Linked DNA regions of Mus musculus: region 2 is linked to region 1. A link is a contact called in public HiChIP or PLAC-seq data. All regions are on one chromosome and are shown on one strand. The core of a region is the stretch at or near the end of the contact, and the rest is flanking DNA. Distances in the headings are between cores, read along the strand shown. Region 1 holds the start of Atpsckmt (ATP synthase C subunit lysine N-methyltransferase). Region 2 overlaps Sema5a (sema domain, seven thrombospondin repeats (type 1 and type 1-like), transmembrane domain (TM) and short cytoplasmic domain, (semaphorin) 5A).

What was found. HiChIP or PLAC-seq counts read pairs in DNA pulled down with a chosen protein or histone mark.
Region 2: a contact with region 1 is called in an H3K27ac HiChIP or PLAC-seq map of oligodendrocyte precursor cells, with 4 times the contacts expected there. The contact joins the enhancer-like site here to the promoter of Atpsckmt in region 1. A contact is called at or near these places in 7 of 39 promoter capture datasets (3T3-L1-derived adipocytes, the C10 cell line, cranial neural crest and 4 more) and 8 of 115 datasets of contacts at active chromatin or transcription factors (embryonic forebrain, embryonic hindbrain, embryonic limb bud and 5 more).

The regions. Positions count from the first base shown.
Region 1 is chr15:31,597,558-31,604,910 of GRCm38.p6, forward strand. It overlaps Atpsckmt (ATP synthase C subunit lysine N-methyltransferase), which reads left to right and starts at 4,559. Exons shown (of 5, transcript NM_026546.3): 1 at 4,559-4,592. The coding sequence starts at 4,580. Cct5 (chaperonin containing Tcp1, subunit 5 (epsilon)) reads right to left here and starts at 4,289. Exons shown (of 11, transcript NM_007637.3): 1 at 4,044-4,289; 2 at 443-503; 3 at 1-18. The coding sequence starts at 4,148.
Region 2 is chr15:32,609,049-32,616,457 of GRCm38.p6, forward strand. It overlaps Sema5a (sema domain, seven thrombospondin repeats (type 1 and type 1-like), transmembrane domain (TM) and short cytoplasmic domain, (semaphorin) 5A), which reads left to right. Exons shown (of 23, transcript NM_009154.2): 12 at 175-382. Among named protein-coding and RNA genes, the nearest start is that of Gm41289, 160 kb to the right of the region's middle. Within about 2 kb of position 2,368, at least 11 of the 459 cell types and tissues checked have an H3K27ac peak or open chromatin away from gene starts, as enhancers often do. A contact at or near this core is called in oligodendrocyte precursor cells, where this site is marked.

The DNA.
Region 1 (7,353 bases), core at 3,309-5,808:
CCATCATCTTGTCCAGCCCTAAAAGACAAGAGTGCAGAAGGAAGTTGAGCAAAATAAAGTGTACCAGTACTGGGAACTATAGGGGGTCGGACCATCTCACTAGTTCCTACCACAAAACTCACTAGCAACAAATAATCCAGTACACATGAAATAAATACCCACCAGCTAACCCAACTCCACATGGGAAACAATCTAAGCGTCTCAACCAGAGAAATGTGATCAACCATCACACACAGAGTGCCATTAAAAACAGTACTAGTTCCAGATGTACAGGCTCACTCTGGAACGTACTAATGAAGTGAGGAAAAGCCTCTAATCAAAATTGTGAGCACACGGTATCAGAAGAGCCTGACACTCAACATCTTGGCCATACCATCCACTGCATTTCTAAAGAGGCACGGTATCTTCAAACTTTTATTAAAACTATCAATGGTTCTCTCACCGTTTGGTCCCAGTGACGTCCGCATTGTGTTTGCTACAGCTTTGGCAGCCATGATGTGAGACTAAATGGAACAGAAAAGCAAAGACCCAGTTACATGTCATCCCAACAGTCAAATGCACTTACGTTTGTATTTGCAGGGGAAAAAAAAAGATTTAGGATGTAACTCCTAAAATCTAGAAATGTCTACATCAACAGAGAGGGCTGACTAGAGCAGTAACATTCACAACTACAAGCTTCAGTGTCAAGTGAATTTCGTCTCTTACAGGAAGGAGGTATGCTGCCACCATTTTGAACTCTGAAAACACAAAATCCAACCATAAACACTTAACACCTTCAGTTTACCAAGGTTTACTGTAGAGAAATATCGTACCACATCAACCCACATGGAAGTCACCCTTGTTGACGTTCTTAGCAAACATTATTTTCAAAAGGAAAGTTTTGAAAGATGGTTAAGAATCTAGTAACAGTAACCCTATCAGGCATGGAACCCGGAGACTGCTCTCTTTTTAAAAGTGTTCTTGTCAGAAATCCTAGTAACAATGACAGACCAAAACTAGCTGTGAAGCTACCAGAGTAAGGGCTGGAACTACAGCTCACTGATAGAGTGATTGCCTAGTATGCACAGGAGACCGGTCAATGGTCAAGAACATTTGTGGTTCTGGAAGATACAGGTTCAGTTTCCAGCACCCACACGAAGCTTTCAAAATTGGCCTATACTCCAGTTCCAGAGGATCTAATGCCCTCTTTTGGCCTCCAACGGCACCACAATGCACACACGCACACGAAATCTAAGAAACCCCTTCCAAACAAAAAAGAACACACACACATCTCATTATTATGCAAACATGACTTCATGTTTAGTATATAGCAAAGGTTTATATATGACAAATGTTGTTTGGAAGTAATGTTCTTTATGATTTATTCTCAGTAAAGGTTTGATATGTTTACCTATTTTTATTTCCACCTAGACCTCGTGTCATATAAAAATCATAGGAGGAAAGTGTGACCACCCATCAGCATTATGGTCATGTGATCCTCCCATGGCAAGCATATGGTCTCAACACTTTTACCACTGTCTTTAGCTTTTTTGTCATTTTGGCTCCCTCACTCCCAGAAGCTCTATGAGATTGGGGCCCTGAAACAGAAGAACCTCGATATTCAGAGGGGCTGATCCAGAGCACGTGACACTTAACAAGACTCATGCTACTTACTATCCCAGTAGGCCTGCAACCTCAGCCCCACTTTGGGAATGTAACTCCCAGCTCCACAGCACACTGCTCAGGCTCATTAGCTTTCATGATATTCCTGTGAACCTTCCCACAGACTTACTACTAAGACAGTAAAGGTCGGTCCAGGCCTGACAGGACCCTCCCTGCTCCTATACATGCCTGGCTCATTTCCTTCAACGCATGCTCTTCTGCCATCACCATCTAACTCAGGTCAAAACCATCCTGAAGAATTCCAAAACCACATGCTCTCCATTTCTTGGTCGCTATGCTAATTTCCTCATTTTCTAGTGACTCTAATGATTCTAAAGGTTCAAAGCCACTCTAGGGTCTTAATACCAAATCAACAGCCTTTTCTTCAGAGCACTCCAGGCTTTCCCTGGGTCACCATGTTCTCTGATGGTTTCTCCAACTCATCTTCTGAACCCCAAGATGCAGATAGATAAACTTCTGCAAGCACAGAAATACTGGGCATTTTCAGAGCTGTGCAAGTACACGTTCATTAACTTCTCTTGTCACCAAGACAGGTGACAAAGCAAGTACATTTGGTCTTTGCAAACTCTGGTGCTCTTAAAATGTAACCTGAAAGTATGTATTGGTAACATAGTTTCTCAAGAGACATCACAGGGAAATGTCTCTTGGGGTGCCCAAAGATACTGGACACCAGGACTTATTTTTGGTTGGCTAAACTGGTATGTACTAGCAGAGGCCAAAGAACCAGCCCAACACTATACACAAGACAGGCCTCCAACCACAGATGCTCTGGTCTAACGCCAAGGGGAACCTCACGGCTCTGGACCTAGCTTTGACTCAGGTGGAAGTGGAATAAGTCATGACCCTTCTCTACTCGGCAATTTCTCTATGACTCTGTCCCTAAAGAATCTAATTCTGTAAGCAGGACCCATCCTGAGTGAGGACCACATGCAATAGTCCATCTGGTTAACACAAACGGCTGGCACAACAGGACTGTTAACATGAGTTATACTGGTCAATTTTCTGTCTGTTGGAATTTTGTTATTGGCACGTCCCCAGAAACAGGAAAAAAAAAGGGGGTTGAAGTTGTCTTAGTCAGGGTTTCTATACCTGCACAAAACATCATGACAAAGACACAAATTGGGGAGGAAAGAATTTATTCAGAATACACTTTCCACATTGCTGTTAATCACCAAAGGAAGTCAGGACTGGAACTCAAGCAAGTCAGGAAGCAGGAGCTGATGCAGAGGCCATGGAGGGATGTTACTTATTGGCTTGCTTCCCCTGGCTTGCTCAGCCTGCTCTCTTATAGAATCAAGACTACCAGCCCAGAGATGGCACCACCCACAAGGGGTCTTTCCCCCTTGATCACTAATTGAGAAAATGCCCCACAGCTGGATTTCGTGGAGGTACTTCCCCAACTGAAGCTCCTTTCTCTGTGATAATTCCATCCTGTGTCAAGTTGACAGAAAACCAGCCAGTACACAAGTCGACACAAAACTAGCCAGTACACAAGTCAACACACAACGCGCACAAGCTGAAGGCAAAGAGAACCAAGCATCTACCAGGCCTCAGTTGCTATGTCCACTTCTGCAGCCACTCCAAAACACCTGTCAGAAATTCGGTTTGATAGAGAACTCACCGAGGGATTTCCCTAACACCAGGTCAACCAGGGCACCTCAAACCTGGAGGCACGACTGGCACAATACAACCTAAAATGGGGCTCCCTCCTTCCTCTGAGCTTTTTGTGGCAACACCAGTGACTGTCACTCCTTTCTCCTCTGGGGGCCTAGCACCGGCTCTTGGGTAGCCTTTCTTATTCCTCTCCTTCTGTGAGACATGCCTTCCGACTCAACACTTCGGCTCTGCCTTCCCTCAGGGTAACTTCTTTGTTTCCCTTTAGGAAACTATCCTCAATTGCGGCCAACTGTGCTCCACTGAAACTCTCTCCTTCCACTCCAAAAGTCACCACCATGCGTTTTCTGGCCCAAGGGACTTTACGGTCCCTTTCCTACAAGCAGCCATTCGGTCTGTCCTGTGCACGTTTCTCACTAGTTTTCTCCCTTTCGGGACAGCCCCGCTTCTAAGGGACAAGCGACTTACAGATGTTACAGATGCACCGGCGCAGGCCTGCTCGCCCGCCCGGTGAGCTGGGGATGCGACCCCACCCAGCTCTGAAGCGGCGGATCGCTCTCCCTACCCCACCGTGGGACGAAGGCCTCTACGCCCTCTCCCGCAGCCAGAGCGGGGATGTGACCCTAGAGCCCAAAGGGGCTCCCCGGCACCGGAGATTCTCGAGCTTTCGGGCCAGCACATGGCCGAGCTGCTCTCTCGCCAGCGCAGGCGCACAAGCGCTCCGGCCCACTCCCTTCATCCCGCGGCTTCGCGTTCCGGGCCGTTACCTTGAGGGCCTCAAGCCCCATGAGACGGGACTTGCGATCTTGGTCCTTGATAATGAGAAAGGGGCGCCCATACTCATCGAAGGCGAGGGTCCCCACGGACGCCATGGTGGACGAACTAGAACGAGCGCTCCTCCAGTAACCAGCGGGGACCACTCGGGAAGAGAGACACACCGCACCTCCCTCTCGCGAGAGGACGCAGAATCCCGCGCATGCGCAGTGCAGACCCCGCGACTTACTTTTCAACAGTGACTTTTTTTACGCCGCAGAGTAGCTTCTGGAATCGGCCGCTGTTGGGAACGTCCGTTTTCCACGAACCGAGGGGGGGGGTGTTCGAAACTTAGAAGGCGACGTCTAGCACACAAATGCTAATACTAGACATAATGTAGTCACTGATTCAAGGATTTAAGTTTTCAAAGTTTTTGAATCCAGAGTTGCAGCGGGGAGCTTATTTCCTTAAGATATTTTTCTTTTCTTTGATTGCCGCCCGGGCTCTAAGACGTTGGTAGATTCCACTTCCGGTCTCCCCGGAACGCGCGATGGAGCGAGTAGGTGAGGTTTGACCGGCCTGGCGGCGGGCGATATAGTTGTCTGTGGCGCGGGCGCTTGTGGGGATCGGGCGCGCGTGGCTGCGGTGCTCTCCGTCCCGCGCCGGTCGTGGCTACCACAGTGCTTGCTGGGGGCTGCTGTCCGCACCTCCGTGCACAAGACTCACTGCTCAGCCCGATCCTAGGTCGGCTGGAATCCACCCTGCGGTGGACGAGCTGCTGCTTGGAAGCTATTGAGCCTGTAGCTTTGTTTTCTTGTCTGCAAAGATAATAATAATAATAATAATAATAACAATAATAACAGCAATAACAACAACAATAATGACAAAATAATAGCAACAAAAACAATAATAATAATAATAATGATAATGCCTACTTCACAAGGTTGCTGGACGTGCCTGGTCGTCAGCACATAGTATTTGTCCTTAACTTCCCAGGTTACACAGATCCTGGGCCTTCCCCGCGCGTGTACTGTAGGTGGAGACAAAGTAGCACCGGCTGGTGCTCAGAGTCTCTTGTTCTCAGCGTTTTGCTGTTAGAAAGATACCCCGTAAGGGTAACTGCACGGTACGTCTGCCAGAAATCACGATTCATTTTATAAGCTCGGATTTATTTGTGACGAGTTTCCAGTCTCTCCACTCGTACCCCACAGAACAGAAACTGTCCCTGCCGTATTGTCTGTTTTTATTAGGTACTCAAAATTAGAGTGCATATAACCTGTATGACAGTAGGCTAGCTTTCAGGTCTGTGCTGTTACATGACACAGATTGACATTATGTCAGGACAAGGTTTTTAAAGTTAACACAAACAAGGTTTCATTGTGACATTTTCATTCATATATATATATGTAATTGTACCTTGCCATTGACCTATAAGCTGTCCTCATTATCCTCTCTCCTCCTGGTCTTCCCTCTCAACACAGCACACACACTTGTATACAACAAGATTCTGCATCTGAGCGAAAACATGATGGTTCTGAGTCATTAGTTTACAGTTGAATAAAGCTCTGTGTGTATGTACACCACACTGTATCCATTCCACTGTTGGTGGACATCAAGCTAGGTTCAAGAAAGACTTCAAGGATGGCACGGCAAGTAAAGGCGCTTGTTGCCAAGCCTGACCGCTTGTGCTAGGTCTCGGTCCCACGTGGTGCAGGAGCGAGCAGATTCCCACGTGGGTCACAGACCGCCTTCCAGTCAGGCGGCTGCTCCGCTCCCACTCTTCTTGCTTGCACGGGCCCAGTGGTTCGATGCTTTTGCCCTCAGTTCAGATTCCTAGTTTCCTTTCCCCTGTATTCCTTCAGATGCTCATACATAGGCTGACACGTCTTTGCCTCAGTTGGTTTCTACAACTCAAAGGCCAGCTGGGAGACCCTGGAGACCGGGGCGTCATTATTGTCTACCTTCTGGCTTTGTGCATGTGTCTACAGGTGAGGCAGACCTTGGGCCATCTGATTTGTGTTTAACTGTCGTAGCCCAAATTGATACAGTATGATCTGTCTATGACAGAAAGAATTCTTTCTTTTTTTAAAAAAGGGATTTATTTATTATTATACATAAGTACACTGTAGCTGACTTTGGATGCACCAGAAGAGGGTGTCAGATCTGATTACTGGTGGTTGTGAGCCACCATGTGGTTGCTGGAATTTGAACTCGGGATCTTTGGAAGAGCAGTCAGTGCTCTTACCGGCTGAGCCATCTCGCCAGCCCCCCAGAAAAAATTCTTATTTAAATAATAATACTTAGGTTCATCTGTAAGGTACTGGTTAGGAGCAACATGGATGAATCCAGAGGATATCATTTTAAGTGTAGTAAGATGGTGAGAGACCACATACTGTATGTGTGTGCATATTTATGTGTATATTTGCATGGTCCTGTGTGTGTGCAGGAGTTCCATATGTGTACTCATGTAGGCCACAGTTTGATGTAGGTATTTCTGTTGTAGTCCACTTAATTTTTTTGGGATGGTCACTCACCGACCTTGCCTGTTTTTGCGAGGCTGGCTTGACAGCCAGCTTCTGGGATTTGTCATCACCTTCCAGTGCTGTGGTTGCGCCTGTCTTTTCCATGGGTGCTGGGAATCTGAACAGCAAGCACTCTGCCCACTGAGCTCTCCCTGGCCTTTGCAAGCTAGTTGATATAAGTCACCTTTGAAGACAATTAGTGTAAGTCCGAAGTTGAGGAAGTAGAGACTAAACGTAGTGGTACTTAGGGTGGGTGGCAGAGGGTGGATGGGGAGAAGACAGCTGAAGGATAGAGGAGTTCTTGGGCAGTAAAAATCTTCTATAATTGACTGATGAGGCTCACACACACTTATACTAAAACCCGTTGAACTGTACACATTAAATGGACAAATTGTATTTGTATTAATTCTGTCCTAGTAAAGCCTAAAAACACTGGGTTTCCAAGCTGACGCTTTCTTTGATCAGACTATTAAAATGTGGAGTTTTATGATTAAAACTTGCAATAATGGATACTAAGATAACACATTAATTACGAGAGTCCTAGACACACTAAGTCAGTACATTGGAAAGATTTTAATCTTTCTTTAGTATTGAAGAACTTTCCCAAATCACTTTAATTTTGCCAGTGGGATTTAGAAGTCATTGTAGAATTTTATACAGCATTCAGTGAACTTGTCCTTTAGAAGGGATTAGTGGGGCTGGAGAGGTTGCTCAGGGGTTAAGAATACTTGCTGCTCTTACAGAGGACTCAAGGTTGGTTCCCATTAACAATGTCAGGCAGCCACAGTCACCTGAGACTCCA
Region 2 (7,409 bases), core at 1,118-3,617, 1.0 Mb after region 1:
ACCTGAATTCTCCATCCAGTGTGGCCCACGCGAGAGGCCTCTGCATTACTGGAAGATGCTCAAATGACTTCATGGGCTGAAGAATTATGGCTGTGTGCTCTGTACACATTCTGCCTAACTGAAGACAGCTGTGCTACCTGTGTGCTCTATTTTCTTCCTGTCTTGTCTTCACAGATTATGGCACCATTAAGAAAGTACGAGCTCCCCTGAGTCAGAGCTCAGGCAGCTGTTTGCTGGAAGAGATTGAGCTTTTCCCAGAGAGGAGGAGTGAGCCCATCAGGAGCCTGCAGATCCTCCACAGCCAGAGTGTCCTATTTGTGGGACTACAGGAGCATGTGGCCAAGATCCCCCTGAAGAGGTGCCACTTCCATCAAACACGCAGGTAAGGAATCCCAAGGGTGAGGGCACCTGTGCCAGCCTTTCAAATCTCTGGCAGTCAAAAGGCTGTAAAACCATACATCTGTGGGCTTATTATATTCTGGGACACAGGGTCTTCATTGAAATGGGTTTTTGTGATGCCACTAACCTCTGGATATCTATGGAGGAACCATGTGGCTAACAATTGTGAGCAGTAATAGGTGTGAAAATGAATTATTCAGTATATGATAACTCTCAGTGGTAGTGCTAGGATCTAGTGCCCCAGGATAAGCTAATATTTTATTTGAATACAGAGAAAGAGAGAGAAAGAGAGAGAGAGAGAGAGAGAGAGAGAGAGAGAGAGAGAATATAAGATAAAGTAGGCTCATGCCCCTAAGAAGAAACATCAATGCTGTCCCAAAACTCCATCATTCCGGATCATCTATAGGATATGTCTTGTTCCTAACACCCTTGCAGTTTATTCCAAAGGTCCCATTGTTATATAATCAATTAGTGAGGGGAAGGAAATCTTGGAGGTACAGGGAAAGCCAAATGTCATAAATGCTTTCCAATTCCCAGCTACAAGCTATCTCTCCAGCCCTACCCTCTTTTTTTCCTAGGGAATGTCCAGTGTTGTCTACAATGTATTTTTAAGTTTAGTTGGGTTGGTTTGGAAGCACTTAGGCCCAGGTGCTTAGGAAATGGAAGAGGACTATGAACACTAGTTGACTAGCTCTGTAATGTTTATAGTGTTGGAAACTGAAAATGAATTCTGGACTCTGACAGAGTTCTGCTCTAGAGGAGCTTGGTAGCTTTGCTTAGAGCAATTCCCCTAAGCAAGACATACCGGAAGGCTTATGTAGAAGTGACATTTTTACTATACTATTTGCAAACCCCTGCAGTGCTCAGGCCATTCTGTTTCTATACAGGGAGCCCGAGGCAGGAAATTCATAGTACACACCTGTCACTGATCATTTTGACCATGGCTCCAATGTACTTCATCCTCACTGTCTCAGCTCACACATGTGACTTGCTCTAGAATCAAATGGGATGATGTATACATTATAAAGTCGAAAGGTCTCTGCATGTTCTTAATGTAGATGGTTTTTTTTCTTTTCTTTCTTTTTCTTTTCTTTTCTTTTCTTTTCTTTCTTTCTTTCTTTCTTCCTTTCTTTCTTTTTTAAATGTGTAACCATTGTTATACATTATGTGTAAACATGGTTATACAATGTTTCCTGCAGGATGGTACTGTGAAATGAAATCTGTATAACATTTCTCTGATATCAAAAAGAGCTGAAGAACAGTACAGGGATAGTTTTATGAGTTGTAGTGTGAATGTTGTTAGTACACAGTGACAGTTATTAGTGATCCTCTTTTATATGTCTTTGATTTCTAACTTTAACCAAAGACTGTTTGAAACTTGTTCTGCGCATGTTTGTGCAAGCCCAGTTTGAGGCAGATGTAACTCCCTTCTGAGTGTTGATCATTCACTGTATAACAGGGATGGTTGGGGTGTAGCCAAGAGACATCTGCTAGCCAAGCATAGCTGGAAGGAAACCAGTTTCCCAAGTTACTCTGTTAGATCCAAATTCTCCTAGGACTTGCTGGGGTCAAGACAGGGTCACAGGCGGGACAACATGGGTCTGTGCCATGTGTGGCATTGCTTGCATTCATTGACTAGGAGTGTAGTTGCAAAGCATGAGATAACTCATTATTTTCACTGTGCTTTCATTCAGTGAGTTCAGGTCACCTCAGCTTCTTCAGCTCAGGAAACTAAACCACCTAAATCATGGGTAGGAGTACCAACAGAGGTATGGTGCCCGCTGTCTGTCACGCTATCGTCCATCAACTATCTGGAATCCACAGTGGCTGGAGCCACCAGGTGCAGATGCAATAAGAGAATGGTTCTTGTTTAAGTGCATCCTCAGCCTCCATGGTAGAAGAGACGCTCATGTGGCTGAATCTCCCCTCTGTTTATTTTTCACCTGCTCACAGCTAAACGACAAGCGAGCACAGCTCCACTGTGAGCCCATACACTGGGCTTCTGTGTGCCACAGTTGGTATGCTTGTGTTTGGCTCTTAGTATTCCCTCTGAGAAGGAAATTCTAAACACTATGAACCAAGCATCTCTCTGTGTGTCTTCCAATGTGCTTTTCCAAGTGTCCTCTTCCTATGGAAGGACGAGAAAGCATCCCCAGTTAGAACTCACAAGAAGACTCTATCTGGTAAACACAGCATGCTTGGATTTTTTAAATTATTTATGGAAAATATAGTACTTTGTTTTTTAGAGAAACAATTTTAATTCTCCATAAATATGCTTAGTGAAGCACATTGATTAAGAATGAGCTAATAATAGGATTATGTAAAAAAAAATTTTTTTGCCAAATACATTCTTTAGTAAACTATCAATAATTTGGTTGTACTCTTAGGAACTCTATTTCATAAATGGAACTTTGCAATATTTAAAAAGAGAAAGTGATCTTATGCAAATAATGTGCTTCAAATGTAAATATGATACTTTTGAAGGAGAAAATTGTCTCATGAGAATCTTTATATTTTTCATTTTGTTGGTTATCTGTTTTTCAAAGACTATTTATGTAATTTCACAGTAGTTTTTACATTTCTGCCACATTTTCCTTTATTATTGAGTCAAGTCTGAAACTCTCATTGTTCACATGAAGGTAGGAAGTCCAGATGTCAGTTTAGTGTCCTACTCAAGGTCACATACCTCCTTCAGTGACTCACTCAGACCAGGGCCAGCCTGTCTGCCCCCACATCCATGCTATATTGATGGTTCCCTCTATGCAGAGAAGTTGCCACAGATAGGGTCTGATCTTGTGAGCCACTGAGTTCACTTTCTACTACAATTGTTTTTCAAGATATACTGTCTAGGTCAGAGGTTCTCAACCTATGGGTCGCAACACCCCAAGAGACTATTGAAAAACAAAGATATTTATGTTATGAATCATAACAGTAGAAAATTGTAGTTATAAAGTAGTGAGGAAATAATTTTATACCTGTGGATCACTACAACTATTAAAGATCGCAACACTTGGGGAGATGAAGAACTGCTGCTCTAGGACCAAGAACACCAGATGTTTTAGCTATGCTGTCTTCTATCAGCTTCCTCATCTTTGCCCTTGCCCTGTGGTAGATGAAACCAGCATAGAACAGGCTCCCAAAGCATCCCAAACTGAGTATCTATCCCAGTTGTTCTCAGGGTGACCATACATCCTTGGGGGAGGCTGCTGCCAGTCCACTGTTCATCTTCACTGTAGCTCAGAAAACAGCCTGCTGGCACGAGCACTTATCTAGAAGTTATTTTAGAAGAAAAATATCTTAAAGTTATACTTTAGTCAGGTTTTATCACAAACCTGACTTATTTTAATGTGAACATGGTTCGATGCTGCCATTTAATAAATCTTATAGATAATCACTCAAATGATGAAGCCAAACCGAGGTTCTTGGAGTGGCAGTCATCTCTGGGAATATCATTTCTATGTGATGACTGAGCACACATATTTATCTCTTTCCTAACATGAGCTGATATTTTCAAGGTTCTGAGGTACCAAGGATCTAACATCCCAGCTGTAGGTCAGTGTTTGACAATACCTCATGAGTGCCACCTCTTGGGCCCTTTGCTCTTGGTGTCCACTCCCAGTGTTCATCTGTAGCCTTGGAAGAAAGAAAAGTTCTAGATGACAGAGCACAGGGTGGACCTGACACAACAGCTACTAACTAATCTCTTTCTGGCTTATCCATCAATATGAAATCATAACCTGGTACTTAGGGTGTTGATAGACTCTGACACTGGACTTGGAGAGTTCCCATTTCACTGAGTCAGGAGGCAGAGGTGACCACAGGACTCAGGCTTTCCTAGCCATATCTAGAAGTCAGGCTATTCTGCCTTCCCGCCTCTGGAAGTCTTGCAAGTCCTAAGATAGTTAAATCTCTCCAACTCTCACCAAGTGAAAGTGTGGAAGATTAGTGGGAGGGCCGTGGACACACGTTTTTAAAGTCATTTTAAGAAGTATATATTCACCATCTAGATCCTCAGCTCAGGAAATGTTCCTTGGACAAGGAAGGAAAATACCCCCAAGTATAAAATTTCTGTTACAAAGAATGAGCTTTTCCCTGATGTGTGGTCATCATGACAAGCCAAGGCTATGGGCTGAGCAGAGCTTGACAGTAAATAGACATGTCAAATATATGAGCTGCTTTTGGATTCAGAGAGTTTAGACAACCAATCGAGACAAGAAAAAAATCATCTCTTAGACACAGTACTCCACAGAAAGACACCAAAGAGTAGAGTCTGGGACTGATGCCATGAAATAGCCAAGGCACCTGCTCAGGTAGAGGTCTTCCCTTAGATGCTGGACCATTAGAGAACTTGCAACGGTCTCTTAAGCGATGGAGTACAACTTCATGAGGTCAGCCCTAGAATTCTCAGAGGAGGGAGGTAGAAAGGGAATGACTTTATCGCATTCCCGCTGTTCCAGGATCCGAATATTTTGCAGCATTCTGCTGAAGCTTATGTAGTCCATCTGTTGCTACCGAGCCATATCATATGGCTTGGCTTCATGGACTTAAGAACAGTTGTCATGGTGCTGGAGTGAAAACATCCCTGTGTTTGTTCTGTTTAGGTAAAACTCAGCAGGGTACATGTAGTCTATGGACTTTCATCCACTAATTCTTGAGTTAAAGCAGTATGTCTTTTGCCTGGATGTACTTCTATCACATATGTTAATACAGAAACAAATTATTAAACTTTGTAAAATGATTAAATTGCAAAGATGTATTACAAAACCTAATATTTTCTGAATTTTGTAGAATTTCATTACTTTGGAAACTATTGTGTATTCTCTCTTTATTTTTTTACACTCTTTACCTATGTAACATCAGATTAGCGCCCCAGGTCATAGAGCTTGCATTGTGTATATGAGAGATCCACTTGAATCTCAGAGAGCATGTGTAAACAGCAATGATTATAGCCTTAGAGCAGAAACTAAGAATAGCACAGGTTCTATCCTGCTGCATCATCTTTAGCACCAAGGCCTGGCTTGACCTCTGCTTTCAGGTTCCTTTGGTTTCCAGCACCATGTACACCTCCAAAGAGGCTCAGTATATATTTGATGAATTGCCATGTGGGCCCTGTTCTGAATTCCCTGCTGTCTTCTCATAGCCTAGTGGAGGGTGGCAAACATATAGAGAACTAGAAAGGTAAGGTGATATAAGTAGTAAAAAGAGTAGAAGTCTGTGATTCTTTGGTACTTCTGTTGTGTGATATAGTTGAGATTAGAAGGAAAGCCAGCCCAGAAACAGATACAGCCATAGGTGAATCAGGAAATGCCTCTAGAATTGTGTTTCACAAAACTGGAAGGAAAGATGGAACCATTAAGAAAAAAATCTTGGACTTCACTGGGCAGAGCTAGTGTCTGACCCACTCTTAGTTCAATCACTGTAATGGTATCATTAAGGTAAAGGAACTAATACCTCATTAAGAAAATTAGTATGGAAATTAAGTACTGTAGGACATCAGTTGCTTTAAAGGGCAAAGTTTTCAAAGGTAGACATAAATAGGTTGACACCATTATTAATTAAGTGTTCTACAGACACCATCTGCCCAATTGCAAAGTTTACCAAATGCTGAGAAAATAGCATCACCCTCCATGTTCCCAGTGAGACACCTTCAGTCAACTAGTTGCTCTCATGCAAGCATCCAGGAGGAGCTTTTGGTGAACATTAACTTTACAAAGTAAATATTCCCCTTCCACAATTAGTTTATTGATTTCCAAAACTCAATGTCCTGAAACTTTAACCACAGTGGCATTCATTGGCTTAGCTGGCAAGTCTATGGCTTTCCTTCGTCAGTTCATTCGCAATGTATTTATAATGCTTAATACATTCTAAACACGAAGCCAGTTCCTGAGTGTATGATGACAAATGATGCATCCCTGACCCTGCCTGTGTGGGGCTCAGAGACTAATGAGAAATTCTGCCATAAATAAAATTATCTGAATATCTAATGTAGAATTGAGTCAAAGGTTCCTGGGGTTGTATTACATTTTATCCCACAATGGATTTATCATTATACCTGATTCTATACCATGCTAGGAACCAATCCCTTCACCTAATGTCCAATTATTTCTTAAGCCTTATCTGAATTAGTACTGGTATTCTAATTCTCAGCTTCCAGAACTAAGCACCAGGTCATGGCAACACATTCAATAAATTTTTCACTCAGTGGGTGAATTTGGGGCTATTAAATGGTGACTGGCAACTTCTGTATGCATGCAATGATTGTAACTGTTTAAATATAGAGGGGAAGAGGCATCCTATGTACCCACATGCTACGTACAACAGTACAGAGCTCTCTGTAAGAGGGATCCCAGGAGGAGTCAGGCTGGAACACAATGTCCTTTAGCATTATTAGAATACCCCTTGAACCCTCCCGAGGTGAAGTGGAAACTCTCAAACTGTGATGGAAAGCAGAACATAAACCTCTGTGACCTCCACTACTGCTAATAACTGTACATTACATTACTGCTCATTGCGCAATTATCAGGAAAGCACACAGGCTTCATTATGCAGGGTATGAAGCATGCCCAATTTGAGAGGTGTCTCACTAAAGATAGTATGTATGATACGTGCAAAATCGCTAATATTCATCATTTTAGTGAATCACACGAAGTAGACCTACAATTCATGATAGATCTACTTCTGGCAATAATAACACATATAGCAACCTTGGCTACATAGTAAAAAACAAAATATTGTACGCCCAGCGTCCTATAGATGCGCTGTAGTCTACTTGTATTCTACAGTGCCAAGCTCTGAATCTTAAGTGTTTTTCTCCCTGGTCTGTTATTTGTGAGCTATTTCAGTGTAGTCATGTTACCACCACAGTGGTAGAAGTGGCACACAGGTGTCTAAGCTTAGCCAAGTGTGCTAAAAATAATCCATAGGTAAAACTGACTCCTGTAGGCTCTGAGTTTCCCTTAGTAGTGCTGTAGCTAACCAACAGTTTGGGGAGTCTTCTTTCTGATTCATAT